Regions from separate parts of the Mus musculus genome. Here all the other regions are linked to region 6. The links are chromatin contacts, called in public HiCAR-type, HiChIP or PLAC-seq, Micro-C, capture Hi-C and promoter capture Hi-C maps. All regions are on one chromosome and are shown on one strand. Each heading gives the region's core, a stretch centred on a gene start, on an enhancer-like site or on the middle of the called end of the contact. The rest is flanking DNA. Distances are from core to core; before and after follow the strand shown.

Evidence for each region. Promoter capture Hi-C pulls out the DNA fragments that hold promoters and counts their contacts. Hi-C and Micro-C count contacts between places; a contact is called where the count stands out from the background. HiCAR-type assays count read pairs that join an accessible place to other places. HiChIP or PLAC-seq counts read pairs in DNA pulled down with a chosen protein or histone mark. Capture Hi-C pulls out chosen DNA fragments and counts their contacts.
Region 1: a contact with region 6 is called in a promoter capture Hi-C map of embryonic stem cells, with 23 read pairs. The contact joins the promoter of Kcna5 here to the promoter of Ccnd2 in region 6. A contact is called at or near these places in 1 of 39 promoter capture datasets (embryonic stem cells), 2 of 484 Hi-C or Micro-C datasets (both in embryonic stem cells) and 1 of 115 datasets of contacts at active chromatin or transcription factors (embryonic stem cells).
Region 2: a contact with region 6 is called in a FOXA1 HiChIP or PLAC-seq map of pancreatic cancer cells. The contact joins the enhancer-like site here to the promoter of Ccnd2 in region 6. A contact is called at or near these places in 1 of 39 promoter capture datasets (liver), 4 of 115 datasets of contacts at active chromatin or transcription factors (astrocytes, embryonic forebrain, forebrain and 1 more) and 1 of 9 other capture datasets (embryonic stem cells).
Region 3: a contact with region 6 is called in a Micro-C map of embryonic stem cells, with 6 times the contacts expected there. The contact joins the promoter of Prmt8 here to the promoter of Ccnd2 in region 6. A contact is called at or near these places in 5 of 39 promoter capture datasets (embryonic stem cells, liver and stem cell-derived epiblast-like cells), 17 of 484 Hi-C or Micro-C datasets (cortical neurons, differentiating embryonic stem cells, embryonic stem cells and 1 more) and 4 of 115 datasets of contacts at active chromatin or transcription factors (all in embryonic stem cells).
Region 4: a capture Hi-C map of embryonic stem cells shows a contact between it and region 6, with 2.4 times the contacts expected there. The contact joins the promoter of Tspan9 here to the promoter of Ccnd2 in region 6. A contact is called at or near these places in 1 of 115 datasets of contacts at active chromatin or transcription factors (embryonic stem cells) and 1 of 9 other capture datasets (embryonic stem cells).
Region 5: a HiCAR-type map of astrocytes shows a contact between it and region 6, with 2.3 times the contacts expected there. The contact joins the enhancer-like site here to the promoter of Ccnd2 in region 6. A contact is called at or near these places in 1 of 39 promoter capture datasets (the 3T3-L1 cell line), 4 of 484 Hi-C or Micro-C datasets (all in embryonic stem cells), 4 of 115 datasets of contacts at active chromatin or transcription factors (astrocytes, embryonic forebrain, pancreatic cancer cells and 1 more) and 1 of 9 other capture datasets (adipose tissue).

Annotation. Positions count from the first base shown.
Region 1 is chr6:126,534,237-126,536,960 of GRCm38.p6, reverse strand. Kcna5 (potassium voltage-gated channel, shaker-related subfamily, member 5) reads left to right here and starts at 1,406. Exons shown (of 1, transcript NM_145983.2): 1 at 1,406-2,724. The coding sequence starts at 1,798.
Region 2 is chr6:127,972,870-127,975,569 of GRCm38.p6, reverse strand. All of the region lies in intron 1 of Tspan9 (tetraspanin 9), which reads left to right. Among named protein-coding and RNA genes, the nearest start is that of Gm15870, 29 kb to the right of the region's middle. Within about 2 kb of position 1,374, at least 47 of the 459 cell types and tissues checked have an H3K27ac peak or open chromatin away from gene starts, as enhancers often do. A contact at or near this core is called in astrocytes and pancreatic cancer cells, where this site is marked.
Region 3 is chr6:127,767,901-127,770,600 of GRCm38.p6, reverse strand. It overlaps Prmt8 (protein arginine N-methyltransferase 8), which reads left to right and starts at 1,442. Exons shown (of 10, transcript NM_201371.2): 1 at 1,442-1,928. The coding sequence starts at 1,854.
Region 4 is chr6:128,033,545-128,036,369 of GRCm38.p6, reverse strand. It overlaps Tspan9 (tetraspanin 9), which reads left to right and starts at 1,308. Exons shown (of 7, transcript NM_001379136.1): 1 at 1,308-2,204. The coding sequence starts at 1,869.
Region 5 is chr6:128,132,995-128,135,694 of GRCm38.p6, reverse strand. It overlaps a transcript of Tspan9 not described here. Among named protein-coding and RNA genes, the nearest start is that of Gm52879, 33 kb to the right of the region's middle. Within about 2 kb of position 1,319, at least 76 of the 459 cell types and tissues checked have an H3K27ac peak or open chromatin away from gene starts, as enhancers often do. A contact at or near this core is called in astrocytes and embryonic stem cells, where this site is marked.
Region 6 is chr6:127,149,640-127,152,472 of GRCm38.p6, reverse strand. Ccnd2 (cyclin D2) reads left to right here and starts at 1,425. Exons shown (of 5, transcript NM_009829.3): 1 at 1,425-1,891. The coding sequence starts at 1,700. All of the region lies in intron 1 of 9330179D12Rik (RIKEN cDNA 9330179D12 gene), which reads right to left.

The DNA of each region.
Region 1 (2,724 bases), core at 157-2,656, 620 kb after region 6:
TAATCAGACACTCTGAATTACAGCAACTTTCCAGCAATGTAAAAACAAAAAACATCTGGAGGAAGCTGTATCTAGAATTGGCTGACAGACCTTGAAAAATCCTCCCCTTGGCTTTTGGAGACCACAACAGCCTCAGAGACTAAAGACAAGGGCAGAGTGTAGAGAGGGACCCTGGCATCCCAGCCTAGAACCCAATCTTTATCTTACTCATTCTTCTGCCTCCTGCAATGGAAGAAGGGCCTCAGGCCAGATGTGGGGAGGGGAGAAAGAAGCGAGCTCCCTAAACCCAGCAACTTGGGTTTGAATTGCAGCGTTGATACTTTCTAGTTCTGTGGCCTCCATATACAATGTAGTCAAGTTCTGTGGCCTCCATATACAATGTAGTCAATCTATCTGTGCCTGAGTTTCTTTGTATGTTGAAGGTAGTCCTAGTACTTACAAAGTAAGCTGATGCAAAAACACACAAGTCCAGAATGATCTGGACATACTAGCAATAAATAAGTCCCTCTGCCTCCTCTTTACACAGGTTTCTATGCAGTCGCTAGCTTAGAGCTTTCCCGTGCACAATTATTCTCCACCAGGATTTATTCTCTTTTCTCACTGTGCATTTTACAAAAAGAGGATTAGGTGAGGAGGCTGGAGGGATGGCGAAGAATGCAGAGGCAGGAGACCAGACAGCTTCTCTCTCAGTTGAGACTCCTCCTGGCTCCATACTAGCAGATCAAATCACCAATGTCTGGATGATGAAAAGCAGGCTTAAGGGGGTGCTGTGAGGTCTCAGTCTCATACCTTCCAATGGATCTGTAGATAGACTGGAAGAGTTCCAGAGTACACACACACACACACACACACACACACACACACACACACACACACAGCTCGCTGCTCCCCTGCAGTGTCATTTTTCCCAAAGAGAGAGGCTGTTAATCTATAAAGCATTGGTTTTGCAACCTGTGGTTCACAATCCTTTTGGCAAACCTCTATTTCCAATAATATTTACATTACACTTCAGTAACAAATTCCATTTATGTTATGATAACAATAGTAAAATCACAGTTATGAAGTAGCAACAAAAATAAATTTACCGTTGTGGGGTTCACCACAACATGAGGAACAGTGTTAAAGGTTGCAGCAGCATTAGCAAGGTTGAGAAGCACTGCTCTAAAAGAAAAACACCCAGAGCACTCTCTTCTCCACTCACTGGAACTCAGCTACAAGCCTTCCCCTTGCATCTAAAGCAGTTCCCACCCCCTGGAGTCCCCTTTCCGCTTTCTGTGCATTCCCAGGTGATCTGAGATCCTGAAGCTATTCTCATCCTGTTGCCCTGGGAGTTTTCAGCGCTCCTGGTACAACCTGTTCCTCGCTCCTCAGGCTCTTTTCCTCCTCCCCTTCCTGTCCTTGCTGCTGGGGCCCCAGCTGAACCCTCCAGAGAGACACTCTCTGACTCCGTCCCCAGAGGAGAAACAGGAGGGGGAGGAGGAGAGGAGGGAGCCACAGAGGGCGGAGGCCGGGGAGCTCAGCCAGAGAGGGGCTGCTGGAGGTTGCATCTGCTGGAAGGAGGTTTTTCTGCTGCCTGGTAACCAGCTGCCAGAACACTGAGAGGGAGAGAGAGAGGCAGGGAGCAGGGGCAGCAGCTTCTTGACGTCAGGACCAGCCAAGGGGATCCAGCCAGCTACCCCAGCCAGCCTAGAGCCAGCGGGGGCCCTCGGCTGAAGAGGAAACCGCGAGGCGCGGAGCGTGAGTTGGGGTGTGGGAACCGGTTGTCTGGGGGCGCAGCATGCCCCTTGCCCCCGGGCCATGGAGATCTCCCTGGTGCCCATGGAGAACGGCAGTGCCATGACCCTCAGAGGAGGAGGGGAGGCAGGGGCAAGCTGTGTGCAGAGCCCCAGGGGAGAGTGTGGGTGCCCTCCGACGGCTGGACTCAATAATCAGTCCAAAGAAACATCACCGAGGAGGCGCGCCACACACGAGGATGCGGGCCAGGGTGGGAGGCCTTTGCCCCCTATGCCTCAGGAGCTGCCACAGCCTAGAAGGCCATCTGCTGAGGATGAGGAGGGAGAAGGCGACCCTGGCCTGGGCACAGTGGAGGAGGACCAGGCTCCTCAGGACTCAGGATCACTCCATCACCAGCGGGTCCTCATAAACATCTCGGGTTTGCGCTTTGAGACGCAGCTGGGCACCCTGGCGCAGTTTCCCAACACCCTCCTGGGGGACCCAGTCAAACGCCTGCGCTACTTCGATCCCTTGAGAAATGAGTACTTCTTCGACCGCAACCGGCCTAGCTTCGATGGCATTTTGTACTACTACCAGTCTGGGGGCCGCCTGCGCAGGCCGGTCAATGTCTCCCTGGATGTGTTTGCAGATGAGATCCGCTTTTACCAGCTGGGGGACGAGGCCATGGAGCGCTTCCGGGAGGATGAAGGCTTCATCAAGGAAGAGGAGAAGCCCCTGCCCCGCAATGAGTTCCAGCGCCAGGTGTGGCTTATCTTCGAATACCCAGAAAGCTCTGGGTCAGCAAGAGCCATTGCCATCGTGTCGGTCTTGGTCATTCTCATCTCTATCATCACCTTCTGCTTGGAGACTCTGCCTGAGTTCAGGGATGAACGGGAGCTGTTACGCCACCCCCCAGTGCCGCCGCAGCCCCCAGCCCCTGCCCCAGGGGCAAATGGCAGTGGCTCTGGTGTCCTTTCCTCTGGCCCCACAGTGGCTCCGCTCCTGCCTAGG
Region 2 (2,700 bases), core at 125-2,624, 820 kb before region 6:
CTCCTGTGCATTCCAAGCTGCAGGGACAACAATCCGAGGAACAATTGTGTGCCTGTCGAGTGAAGCTTTCAGTCTGGGGACTCAGACCCTGACTCTTGCTGCCAAGAACCAGCGGGAACTGGTTGGATTGGTGAAAACCGGGGAACACAGAGTCATACAAGTATGCCCTGGTATACCTTCTCCCTGACACCTGCCGAGCCCCATCTCACCTGAAGCCGGTGGCTACCAGGCTAGGCAGAGCTCTTGGCCTAGAAGGTGCCTGATTGGGAAGAAAGCGCGCTTCTGCCAGGGTGCACCAGTGTGGGAGGGGCAGCAGTAGTAATCAATGTTTATGGACTGTTGAGTGATCGCTCTCCCTATACACGGCTGGCAGGTGCTCTGTGTCATCTGGGGCTCTTTGCCGTCCCAGCCACACATCATCTTGTGGCCCTTCTGGGAGCCGATCCTCAAGCTTTTTGCTTTCGGGGCACGGGCACCCTTGGGGGCAGGTGTGACACCCCCACCCATCTTAGTGCCACATGGGACACTACAGCCCATTTCAACAGGTGGAGAGACACTAGCTTCTGAGAAAGCTGATGGGCCTGGGAAGGGTGTGCATCAGGGGAGCCTCCCTGAGCAGGCGCCCTTTCCTCCTGGGGGTAGTGAGCCTGTCTTTAAGGGCTGTGTTGGAACAACACAGGGTAGGTGGCAAACAGTCCTTGCCCTTTGCTCTCTAGGACCGGCATCTTCCTGCACCCTTCAGTGAAGCCCAGGACAGATCCAGATTGAATCTGCTCACCCTTGAACCCTACCAACCCCATGTAGAGAGCAAGGCACTGATTCCATATGCCAAAGCCAGACCCCAGCGTCCCATCAGATGAGTCATACTCCAACAAAGGCACCAGGACCCTCCCAGAGACAAGAGGACAGCAAGCCCCGAGTGCCACCGCACACACACACACACACACCAAGCACAGTATTCTTAGTGTCTGTACAGAACTAGCCCATGCTGGAATCATCAAAATGTAACTGGGTTGTAGGTTGCAGGTGCCTTATGCAATGTTTATTTGGAGGAAAATTAGGCTTAGAAATATGGGTGTGATCTCCCTGTCACCCCTGAGCTGGGGACTGTGGAGTGGAGCTGTGAAGAAATTGGAGCTTGTGAGGAGAACAACATCCAGTGAAGAATGGCCAAGGAGTGGTCCTATTCAGTTTGAAATTCTGCACACACTCAACAGGCAGCCAAGCTGCCGAGGCCACCAGTCAAACCAATGGCGCTTACAACGGGCTGTGCCCATGCGAGAAGTGCAGAGCTCAGCTCCGAGGGTGGGAGGGGAGCAGTGCCCGTTCCCTCCAGCTAGAGTGACTTTCACTGTGAGACAGATGAGCAGCAGAGGGTGACTCAGAGGTGAAGGATGTAAAAGCCCTTTCCTAGGCCAGGAGACTTGGGAGAGAGCGTTGCTAAGTACACATGCTCAAATATTTAAAGGCCTGTCACACTCGTTCCTGGTGAGCCTCTCGGAAATGAGGACTGATGCATGTTAGCCACAGGGAAGTGGGATCTACAGTTAATAGACTCCTTCCCTGGAGTTATATGGAGGGAACTGGAATGCAGACTGCAGGCAAATGCTCAGATCAGATGTAGGGGGGCGCTTCATGGCTGCCTCCCCTCTGGCCCTAGCAAATCTCTGCAGCCACCATCCTCCTGCTGGCTGGGTGACTTTGGCAGAAGACTCTGCCTTTGTCCTTTCTTTTCCATGGGTATGGAGTTGGAAACGTGCTCCCCGGCTCCCCTCCTCACCAGCCAGCAGCCCGTCTGCCTCTCTTTATGGCTATGAGAATGAATGAGCTGCAGAGAAAGAGGGCCGCTTGCAATACAAAGTAGTAGCCCCTCTCCCACCCTGGTGAGTGGAGCGAATCCTCTCTGCTCCCCACTGCAAAGTTCTTAGCAGGTTGTCCTCTTTCAGGGCCAGGCAGGGCTCTTAAAAGGAGCCAGTGTGTCAGGTGGTGCAATTAAAATTGTCAGGATTGTCTCTCTTTTTTGCCTTATCTGCTAATTTATTAACTGCCATTATGTCTTGGGCACTGGGAGCCCTCGTGTTCCCATGTCTCCTGCTGTCCAAGAGGGGTTTCAGAGGCCCGGGGATGGTGTAGCGCTGCTGCTGGAATCTACACTCAGAGACCATGTCTGCAGCAGCTCTCTTCAGGTATAGGAGGTAGTGAGGCTGAAAAGGCCAGTGGTGTGCAGGGCTGTGTGCTAGGCTGGGAACACCATGTTAGGAGTTCCTGACGGGGTACTGGGGCTTCCAGGAGTGGAGAGGCCAGGGTTTAGAGGGAGCTTCTTTCTTGAGTGGGAATGTGGATGTGCATGTGCCCCCGTTCCTGAGCTCGCCCACCCACTCAACCCCCTACCCACCCACCTACCCACCAGTCGCTGAAGAAACATTCAGTGTTCCAAGTATTTTCTGGGTCCGGTGGTGGAAGGACAATGGAAGAGCACGAGTCTGATCCTCAAAAGGAGCTGTTTTTTTTTTTTTTTTTTTTTTTTTTTACGACAGAAGCCTTGGGAGGGGGCTAGCATGAACTCATGACCACGCCCTGGATCAGTCCACTCTGGGAGGGCCCATCTTTCCCCTTGTGAAGGGCTGGGTGGGTGGAGGTGATATGGAGTCTGACTAGATGGGGATAGAGTACCCAGACATGGGTGAATTTGGAGCAGCC
Region 3 (2,700 bases), core at 193-2,692, 620 kb before region 6:
GGATGGCAGGATGGGAGTGAAGAAGGATCAGGCATTGCCAAAGACTGCTCATTCATGCCCAACTCGAATTCAGGTCTGTGGTTTGAGAAGGTTGAGGGGAATTTACTCTTGTTTTGGGATTATCAGTGCGGTTAACCCAAGCTTCTTGCTATATTTTCTTTAATCCTTCTCATCTCCCTCCTCTTCCCGTTTTTTACTCCTCACCTCTGCTCACGGCCATGTCTCTTCTCTTTGCCTGAGGATCTTGGTCTGATAGAAGTATCTATCACCGTGAGCCGAGCTGGGTTTTGGCCCTTTTCCTCAATGAACCTGGGTTAGTTGAGGACAGTCACTCTTACACTTCTTGGCTATCAAAGGCTATGATCAGACTAAACAGGGCGATTGGTTTAAATAACTCAACTAAGGACTGAGATGAAGCGGGAAGAAAGCTCCTGGCACATCTGTGCGGTCCCTGACCTTGACCTGTGGGCCAGAAAGCCTGAAGGTTCAGCTTTCCCGGAGATAGCCAGCTACAGAGTCCTGAGTATGGCCTCCCTCCCCCATTGTTCTATCCCTCAATGCCTGACAGATGGCCCGAAAGAGAGAAAAAAAGCTCTCAAAGTGAAGACAGGAATGCATTGTATAAAAATTCACACCCCCCGCTGCCGCCCAAACTCTCCCTTAAAAAAGGATCGAGAGAATCCTAATGGGTACGTGACATCCTCACGGCTCTCTCCCATAAAAGGGACGTCAGGAGAGGGTGAAGGTGGGGGAGGGGCTGTAGGGGAGGGGGAGAGATGTGTGTCCCCCCGGGAGTGGGGGCTGACAGGCTAGACAGGGGTAGGGGAGCTAGACCGCGGACCCTTTTATTGATTTGTTCCTGGTTGTTTTCCCAAGCCACCTCAGGCAGCCACCTTCACTTCAACCCGGTCCTCCTGAGAGGGGTTTGAAGGCCTTCTGGTCTTGGGTCCTGAGGGTGAAGAAAAGCTAGATAGAGAGGACCTAGAGTTGAAGGAGTTGAGGACTTCCCCCTCCCATCCAGACACCCACCCTGTTCATGCCCCAAACAGTAATCCGCGCAGGAAGGATCCAGGAATCGACCGGGTGGGGGGGCTGGGGAGGGGTGAGGGGCGTAGACATTTGGTAACCGTGGCTGAGTCTTGTCCGGTGCTTGCCCTCGTTAGAAGGACTTGCACTGGGCTGAGACCCTCCAGCAGCCTCGTGGACGCCTGCTTCCCGGAGCCTGGCGCGCGGCCCCGCAGCGTGCGCGCAGCCCTAGCCCCCGCGCCAGGTGTGCGCCGCGCCAGGAGCGCAGCGGAGCGCAGGCGGCCCCCAGACCCCGCGGTCCCGGGCACGGGGGCGGGCTGGGGGTCTCCGCCGTCAGCGCCCCGCCACCCGCTCGCTCCCGCGCACCTCCCACCCCGCCCCCACTCACCGGCTCAGCCCCCGGGAGCGCCGAGCAGGACGCGTGTTGCTTCGCCCAGCGATCGGCAGAAGTTGGGAGAGTTGCCGTCCGCCTCCCGCCTGCCGGACTTCGGAGCCGCTGCCTCTGCCGGCGAGCCCGCGGGGCCGCCTCCCTCCCTCCCGCCCAGCCCGCCGCGCAGGGGAGAGGGGCGCGGAGGGGGTCGTGAGCGCGACCAGAACTTGCAAGTGTGCGAAGGGATGCGAGGCAGATGAAGAGCGAGGAAACGTGAACAAAGTGGCGACCGCAGGAGGGACTCCACAGAGCTCGATTGTCGCGGAGGACGCTCCGGGAGAGGGGCTGGCTGGGATTTTTTCCCCCCTCCTCTTGCATTCTTAGGCTCTCTTTTAAAGCCACATCAGCCGTCTCTCGTTCTTTACTATCTCGAATCCCCAAACCCTTGTTGGCTCTTATGGGCATGAAACACTCCTCCCGCTGCCTGCTCCTCCGGAGGAAAATGGCGGAGAATGCAGTCGAAAGCACCGAGGTAAGGAGGCGACCGGGCCGGGGTTTTCAGCGACCCTGCCTCCCACTGGGACCCCTGTGTGCCGCCGCTGCTTGCTGCCACCACCAACGCCGTGGTGCCAAACTTTCCCCATCCCGCTTGTCCCTGCCGAGAGAGAGAGAGAGAGAGAGAGAGAGAGAGAGAGAGAGAGAGAGAGAGAGAGAAGTGTAGGAGTGTGTGTGGGGGGCGACGGTGCACGTCTCAGTTCCTTTCCCCCTTGAAAATCTAAATTTTCAGCCCCATCACCCTCTCCTGCCACCCTCTGCTCCCTTCCTGTTCCCCTAAGTCCCAAACCTTGGGCAGCCCGGCTCCCCTGCCCCTGTGCACAGGATTCCGATAGTGATCCCGGATCCCGGCTTTACGAAGAGCTGGAGTGGGTTATATTAGGGCCAGGTTTGCTCCCTGCAGTGCACCGATTATCTCCCACCGCTACCTGGGCTTTACCCTTCAAGCTCGAGGTGGTCCCCAAGCTATGGGTCCCTGCAACACCGCGGAGAGCTCCCGGCCTTAGGGGGCCGACCTGGTGGCAGTACTAAGCACCTGCACCTGACCTCCCCCGCAGTCCCCAGTCCACAGCTGGGCCGGAGGTCTGCAGTCCTAGGGTGCTTAAGGCGCCGAGGGAGAGCGGAACCCTGGGAGGGCGCACCGACCGCGGCCCCATTCAGCACCAGGGACAGCGCCCGCGCCTGCCGCAGCTTAGCCCGCACAAGCAGCGGGGGTTGTGCGCCCTGGGCTGCAGCGCGAAACCGGTCTG
Region 4 (2,825 bases), core at 59-2,558, 880 kb before region 6:
CCCCCACCCCCCACCCCTCGGGGCATAGCCACAACCATCTGAGTCTATCTGTGCCTCCAGTAACTTCCTGTCCTAACTAGATTTTGTGCTGCCCAAAGGGCAGGCAGTAGTACTATGGTGTTTCCTCAAGGGCTCCCCCTTGGGGCTCAGGATAGAGGGTTGGGGGTTGCAGAGTAGACTCCATCTAGCCGTCCCTATGGAGTACCTTCCAGAGGCTGAGCTCCTTGTTAGCTGCTGGGAGCCTGGTAAAACTTAGCTCCCACACTGACTCACTGCACAAAGGAGAGACTCAGTGTCTAACCCCCGCACCCCCACCCCACTCAGTCTTCTAGTTTTTATCATTTGCAAACCGTGGTGGCCCCAGGTCAGCAATGCAGACTTCTGCATATAAGCCCAGAGGAGGCTGTCTTCATTGCAGCGCTTCACAAGAGGATGAAGGGCTGTTTTTGGATGTTCCTCTGGCAGGCACATACCTCCTGTCTTTTCTCTGACCTCGGCTCCGAGAGGACTCGGGTGTGACCAAAAAAGCATTGCTACCTTGCTCTTCTGCTGGCAAAAAGCAGTGCCCCACTTGAGCCGCCTGCCCCTTGCAGCCCGCCGTCCCACTCGGGAACGCGGAGGCGGGGGCTTGCGCAGCTGCAGGAGTCTCTCGGAGCCGCGCGTGCGTGTGCGCGTGGAGGGGGCAGGGAGGGCGGCGCGCCCCGCGGAGGCCTGAGGGCGCTTTCCTACACCTTGCGTCTCTGCTGCGGCCCCTCTACCAGTGCGCAGTAGCCATTCTCACGTGTGCAAAAGCGTGGTGTGTGTGTGTGTGTGTGTGTGTGTGTGTGTGTGTGTGTGTGTGTGTGTGTGTGTGTGTGTGTGTGTAAAGGTACTGCTTGGGACCATGTGCCCCAGGCTAGACAGGCCCGACGTTCCTAGGGGGCGGAGGCCAGCCTAGTAGTGGCCACCGTTTCTTTCCCTTCCAGCCTTTCCCCCCAGACCTATCCTCTGGCTTCCTAGGGTTCTTGGTGTCTCCAGTTCTCCCCCTCCTCTAGTCGCGGCCCTTGCTGGGGCAAGAAACCAGTGCTTTCCCATGGAGGTGTTAGTTCATTCCTAGCCACTGAGCGAGCCCTTGACATTTAGAAGGGTTCTGGGCACACTAGTTTAGGCACACAAGCAGACCGCTAATCCTATTAAAGATATTGTGTCATTGGGGAGGGGGGTAGCTCCCCTACCGGAGCCAGGCAGACCTTGAGCCCATTGGTCGGATGCAAAGCAGGGGGCGGGGCCCAGAGCCCGGGGAAGGGGCTCTAGGCGATTTCAGAGTCGAGAGTCAGGGCTGGAATTTCGCAGGGCAAGCCCAGCGGTTGCAGCTGCAGCGGATCCGAGGCTCTCTGCCCGCGGCGCACCCGGGCAGCCCAGGGCCGGCAGCGGCTCCGCAAAGTCGCGGAGCAAGGGAGGCCGAGCGCCCGCAAAGTGGTGGGGCTCCGGGTTGGAAGAGGCGTGCCTGCGGAGCTTGGATCCCAGCGCCCTTTCGCCTCGAGTGCTGCGTCCGGTCGGTGGTGCAGCCGCCCGGGAAAGAGCAGTCAAATTGCAGCCTCCCTAAAGAAGCCTAGTTACGCAGGCGAGCCGGCTCCCCAAGCGTGCTTATAACAGTGCCGCAGAGCCCTCCCGGGCCAGCGGGCTAAGGCTGGGAGCGGGGCGCCGTCCCAGAGGCAGTGAACCCCCGGCAGTTGGTTGCTCCGCTATTGCTCGCGGGTGCAGAGAGGGGGCGTGCGAAGCTCCAACAGCCAGCTTGCTCAGAACCCGTGCCCGACCGGGGTGCCCCCTCCGTCCCACTCTGGGAGCAATGCCCCCCGCCCCTCGTGCCCCCCGGGAACGAGGCGAGCATGGAGAAGTCGAGTAGCGAGGATTCTTCGATCCACCGGAGTCCATCTTTGGACAGCAAGGACTCGGACTTTGCCAAGCCGTCCACCTCTGGCCGCCCGTTCGGCCGCGGCTTCACGGCTGGCGCCTTCTACGGCACCGCGGGTTCGCGGGGTCAGAGCCGCACGGAGGCCGGCATTAAGACTGACAAGTACAATGCACCCAAAGGCAGCAAGTACGTGGTGTTTTACCTGGACCTGTCCTTTGTGTTCCTCCTAGAATTTAAGAAGTGCAACATGGCCAGGGGCTGTCTCTGCTGCTTGAAGTACACGATGTTCCTCTTCAATTTGATATTCTGGGTAAGTCCTTACTGTTGAGTCTTCCGTTGCTCCTTCTCCTTGCTTTCCACCCTAGGAATATCTTCTACTTCCTCCTCGCTCTACCTTATCTGCCCAAAGGTAAGTGCTTTTAAAAATTGAAGGCACCCTCCCACTCCCTGCATCTTTCTGTTCCCTTTTCCCTCTTCTCCATGGCTGAATGGAGGCTTCAACTTGTCAGTCTTCCAGGAGAGACACGTTCTGCTCCCAGGAAGCTGGAAAGTTTGCCACTGCTTCCTTCTCCCAAAAAAAAGGCACACTGAAGTACCTGCACCAGGGAACCTGCATCATGGGTGTGGGTCAGACGGCACAGCTGTGCCCCTGGGTTGGTGGGGGGCCGTGAGGATGGTTTCTGAGTTTCTTCTATTGCTCCTGGAGGCAGGAGGCCAGTCTGTAGCATTGTGGGGGTGGGGTGGGGGTGTGGAGGTCACAGTCCCCTGCTCATTTACATGGTTCCCAGGAAGAGGAGGAAGCAGCCATACACGATGAGGGACAGGCTGCTGCTTTTGAGGGATTGCTGTGGGCTGGGCAGCCAGCACTTGGCCAGGCCACTCTTTCCCAGGCTCCAGGAGCCTCCAGGATGAGCAAAAAGGACAAAGGGAG
Region 5 (2,700 bases), core at 70-2,569, 980 kb before region 6:
TGTGGGAGCTGCTCGCAGACCTGGGCCATGAACAGTTTTAATTTATGCACGTTTTATCCCGTGGCTTCTCCCTGCTAGGTGACTTGTAAATCTCTTACCTTCTGTGAACCCTGAAGCGTGGTTGGTGGAGGAAGGAGTAAGGGCTTTGATGGTACATGTCTGGTGGCTTATTTCTGCCAAAAGAGTCCCTGCCTGTGAGTCCTGGCAAAGACTGTTGAGTGGCCCAAGAGCATCTTGTCCTGGCAGGTTTTGCACATTGACAGTTAGATTGTCTGCGTTTGTAATTTGTCAGCATTTAACCCCCAGGTTTTGGGTTTTTACGTGTATCCGCCATGAATTTAATGTGGTTCTGTTAAACAGTGGCTTAAATCTCATTTTAAAATATGAGGTTAACATAGGTTAATATTCATAACAGTCCTAAGAGGTAGTGTCTTACAGGAACAGTGGTTAAGGCTGAGGTTCTGCTTTTCGTGGGGTGTGGAATAGGGAACAGCCCAGGTCCTCTCTCTGCCTTGCCTTCTGCTGACCTAGGCAATTTCTTATCCACCCCTGGGACTAGCCTGCACGACTCACGGGAAGGATTGACCAAACCAAAAACCAGGAGATCTCATGTGTTTTGGGAGTGGGGTGGGCTAGCTCTGGCTGACTTGGAACTCCCTATGTAGACCAGGCTGGCCTTGAACTAACAGAGATCTAGCAGCCTCTGCTATCTGAATGTTGGGATTAAAGGTGTGTGCTCTCATTTTTAAGTGTTTTTCCTTCTTTCCTGGGCCTATATCCGTGTGGGTACCTGCTCTTAAAGACTTAGGGACAAAGGATGGTTTAACTGGGCACAGCCCCATCCCAGACCCTGTTGTCTGTGTTCCTGCTGGGCCTCACAGGCTGCACGTGGAAGGGATCTTCCCAGGGGGCCTGCGTCACCCCGGGCAGACAGACAGCTCCTGACATCATGCCTTTCCCAGCCAGGTGACTTGGGCTTCCTCTTGCACATCTGTGTTGACACCCTGAGTGAGAGACTCCATGAAGGACTTAGCAGACAGGAAGTTTGTCCTGACTGATGGGCTGCAGCCTCTGGGGCTTCGGTTTTGCCATTTCTTGTCATGCTTGTGAGAGTCTGGAATGATGTCCGACTTGGTGGAGGGGTCAGATTCTGGCTCCTGCCTTTCATTGCAGGTGACCTTTGTAAGGTCATTGCTCTCTTCAGGCTAGGGGACTGGGTCCCTCTGGTTCCCTTCCAGACCCAGGCCTTCCTAACTCCTCTCCTCTAAGGCTCTCTTTGCTGCTGGCCTAAAGGGGGGTGGAGGAGGGAGGGACGAAAGTTAATGAGTAACTTCAGCTCTGACTTCTGATGGAGGACAGGGATTGTTTAGAGAGACAGCTGCCTGTCTGAGGTGGCCTGTTCCGCAGCCTCCCTTCTGGCCTGTCCCTTCCCTTCCCTTCTCATGGACCTTATATTTGGGCTCCCCTCTGCTTTCACTGTACTGCTAATTTCTTCCTTTTTCTTTTACAATTCTGCTCTGGGAATGAGACTCAGGGTTTCACGTGTGCCAGGAAAGCTCTCTAACCAGTCACAGCCCAGCTTCTGATCAGCAGCCTTTATTTGCAGGGTGGCTGCAACAGAGGCCCTGTGGCTGCTGGCTTCAGCCTTACAGCTCTAGCTTCAGTTGGAGCCACAGCCAGCGAGGCAAGAACACCACCAGCCTCCGAGAACTTTGGCTTCTAAACCAACACAACCCAAAAAGCCAGGCGGAACTGGGCTGGGCTGTGAGAACGGGAAGAACGCGCAGGAGCGTCTTTTGGCCACATGAGCCTCACATCCTGAGAGCTCAGTTTGTACTCCAGGGCCAAATGTAGCATTTTACTTTTTCTGACCCATCCCTTGGTGAACATTGTGTGCGCTTTGACCTTGCCACACCCTTCCATCCTGTTTCCCCTCTTGCAGTGGGGTATCTGGAAGTGACTTTCTGAACCTTGTAACTGTCTCTGCTCACAGAGCCAATATTTGCTGAACCGTTTGCTCTTGTGTGTGACGCAGGTAGAGAATAGCCAGGAGACCTTGAAGGGACAGGAAGCCCCTAGATGTTTCTGGGACACCTTGACTTGTTGGGGAGACCTAACTGTCCCTGCAGGATCTCTGAAGGGCCCACGATCTCTGGGCAGTATTTTGTTTGGTTTTGGTTTGGTAACTTAGAGCAACTTTGTGCAGATTTGAAAAAAAAAAAAAATGGCGATTCTCAAGCCGGGTGTGGTGACAGGCACTTTTAATGCCTTAAATTAATGAAGAGGTAGATGGACTTCTGTGAGTTCAAGGACACTGTAGTCTAAATAGCAAGTTCCAGGCCAGCCAACGTACACAAGGAGACCTTGCTTCAAAAAAAAAAAACAAAAAAAAAAAAAAAACAAAACAGAAACAAAAACCATAGAAAGAAAATGGCCATTTCTTAGATTAAAAAGAAAACCTGAAACACACACACACCCCTTTCAGGAGCTCTGGTGGGTAAGTGGTCTGTGTTGTGAGTGCACTGTCTCCTATCATGGAGTACGTATACACATGTCGCTGGCAGCACACATGTGTATTTCCCTCTTAATGATGGAAGCATTGTAGGTTCAAGATCAGGGAGAGGCCTCCAGAGCACTGGAGCATGGGAGTGACCTTAGTCAGAGGCAAGCTCAGAGTTTGCTTGTAACAGGGTCTGACCA
Region 6 (2,833 bases), core at 176-2,675:
AGTTAATCGCTTGCACCTCGGCTTTATTGCCTCCCCTCCCGGGCCTTTCCGAGAGCCCACGGGTGGTGCTCCCACAGCGTGCCACCCCCTCCCCCCCCCAGCCTCAGCCTCCGCTAGCCTTAAGCGTCCCTGATCATCCCCCCTTCTTAAGGAAGGAGGGACTCAGTGCCCCCCCCCGTGTGCCCAGAGAGGTGCAACCCACGCCATGCTATCTGCACGTGCCAGCGTGGCCACCATGCGGGGGCCAGTGGTTCCTCGCCCCTTCCTCCCTCCTTTAATATAGTTAAAGGCAGGGTGGGAGCAGGAAGGAGGTGAGGAAACGCCAACGTGTCCCCCTCTACCAACAGCCTTGACCACAGGATGCTTTAGAGCACATGTCAGAGCCGACCCCAAAATCCTGGCGGAAGGATGAGGCGCGAGACCCCACGGGGTCGGGGATTGAGGGGTGCAGGACTCAGGAGCCCCCGGGGAAAGGAAGGGTGGCCTTGCTGGCGCAGGGAGAGCCAAACCTAAACCCTCCCTCTCCCCCTCCCTGGCCCCTCCCGAGCCATTTCCTAGAAAGCTGTATCAATGTGGCCACGCTCCGCGCAGACACCTAGGGCGGCTTGTCAGCAGATGCAGGGGCGAGGAAGCGGGTTTTTCCTGCGTGGCCGAGGCCCGCGGAGGAACCGCTGCTAGCCCTGCCCCCGGTCTGGGGCCGCTCTGAGAGGCTGGCCGCGTTGCCCAATGGCGCCCCCAAGAACAGAAAGGTTTCTGCAGGAGGGTCATATTCTACTAGGCTTAAGAAGCACCCCTTTCTCCAACATCCACCCCTTCCTCCTCTTCCTCTCCACGCACGTGGCTCGGGGCGGACAACAGCTTGAAAGTTATCAGGAGTCTAAGCTTGAGGGGCATAACCTTTATCCCTGGTTTGGCGAGGTTGCAATTTTCTCAAATAAGCCTTTCCTTGTTCCTCATTTAGGGGTCTACTTCTAAGTTATCTGAACTCATCCACATGGTAAATCTATCTACCTGAATCTTGAATAATGGGCTGTTTTTCTGATCACATTGCAAGCCTCCGAAGTTAGAGAGCACACACGTACACACCCTTTATGCCCCCATGGTATGCCTACAGAATGTCAGAAAGGATAATCAATAGGAATCCATGGGGTTTGTGGGTTCCCCTATCCGAGGCCCCTAGCATGCGGGGCTGGATGGGGAGAGGGCCTCGGAGAAGTAGGGAGAGGGGTTGGGGGTGGGGAGCGGGGATCGTGTTTGAAGTTTGGTCAGGCCAGCTGCTGTGCTCCTTAATAACAAGAGGGAAGGGGGGGGGGAGAGGGAGGGAAAGATTGAAAGGAGGGGAGGGACGCTAGAGGAGGGGAGGAAAGGGGGAGGAGGAACCTGAGAGGGGGAGGAGATCTAACTGCCCTTCCAGCTTGCGTCACTGCCTGAGCGAGAGAGGAGAGCGAGCTGAGGAGAGCCGGGCAGTTCGGAGGGAAGGACCGGTGCGAGTCAGGCGGCCCTTGAGGCTCCGCTCGCCCACCTTCCACTCTTCTCTCTCTCTCTCCCTCTCTCTCTTTGCCATTTCTTTCCTCTCCCAAATCTCCCATTCAGCCAAAGGAAGGAGGTAAGGGAAGCACTCCCCGACCCCCCCGCACCTCCAAAAAATAATAATAATAAAAAAAATTTACAGTCGGGACCGAGTGGTGGCCGGCTGGCTATGGAGCTGCTGTGCTGCGAGGTGGACCCGGTCCGCAGGGCCGTGCCGGACCGCAACCTGCTGGAAGACCGCGTTCTGCAGAACCTGTTGACCATCGAGGAGCGCTACCTCCCGCAGTGTTCCTATTTCAAGTGCGTGCAGAAGGACATCCAACCGTACATGCGCAGGATGGTGGCCACCTGGATGCTAGAGGTAGGTGTGCGGGCGACGCTCTCAGGGAGAGGCAAGCCCAGCCGCTCCATCCCTACCTCCAACACGCAGAGATCCTAAAAACTGCGGGAGAACTACCCCTGCGCTGGCCTCCCCCGCTCGTGCGCGAGGTAGCCCCGCACCCTTGGGCGAGACGCTAATTCTGTCCCTTGCTAGATTAACTAGTGGAGGAAAACTTGGGTGAGTGAGGATGTCCTCCCCCCCCCGGGGGGTTGGCATCCCGCGCGTGTGCCTGCATGTGGCTTCCTCGTCTTCCCATCTCCATTTCTGACCTGTGGTGTGGAAGCAACCCCGGCTGCCTTCAGTGAGGCCCCAGAGGGTGTTGCGACCTAACAATCCATACCAACATATAAAGAGCCCCCCCCCGCCCCCGACTCTCAGGGTTGGGGCAAACCGTCTGAGCCTTAGGACTCCGCGTTGGCACTTTGGCAGGAGGTGGGGGTGGGGGAGAAACAGGGAATTCAGGAGAGCCCCGGAAGTCATACTGAAAAAAACGTGCGTTTAGGGCAATCTGAAAGAACCGCTGCTTTAGCCTTGCTTGCAATCTTTGCCGAGAGAGCAGGGTGCCCACGTATGCACAGCTCTGGACCTGCCGTGGTTTCGCCATGTTGCTTTGCAAACTCCATTTACAAGGACTGGCAACATTCGCCGGCGCCCCCACCCCCTCTCAGCACCCCATGATCCTGGGCACCCTCTTTCTGATCGTGCCCTCTTCCCCAGCCCTCGGTTCACCAAGGTTACTTACAGTTTGGCTGCTTCTTGAGCGCGCAGATTTGGGTGGGGTAGGAAGCGGGGGAGGAGGTGTGTAGAGCAGGCTAGGGGGCACCCCCAAATGAGAGGTCAGAGTCCCGCATGCCTCCTGGAGGGGGGTTCCCTGGTTTCGTCTCACCCAACCCCCAGCAGGCACAGCCTTCCTAGCTACTG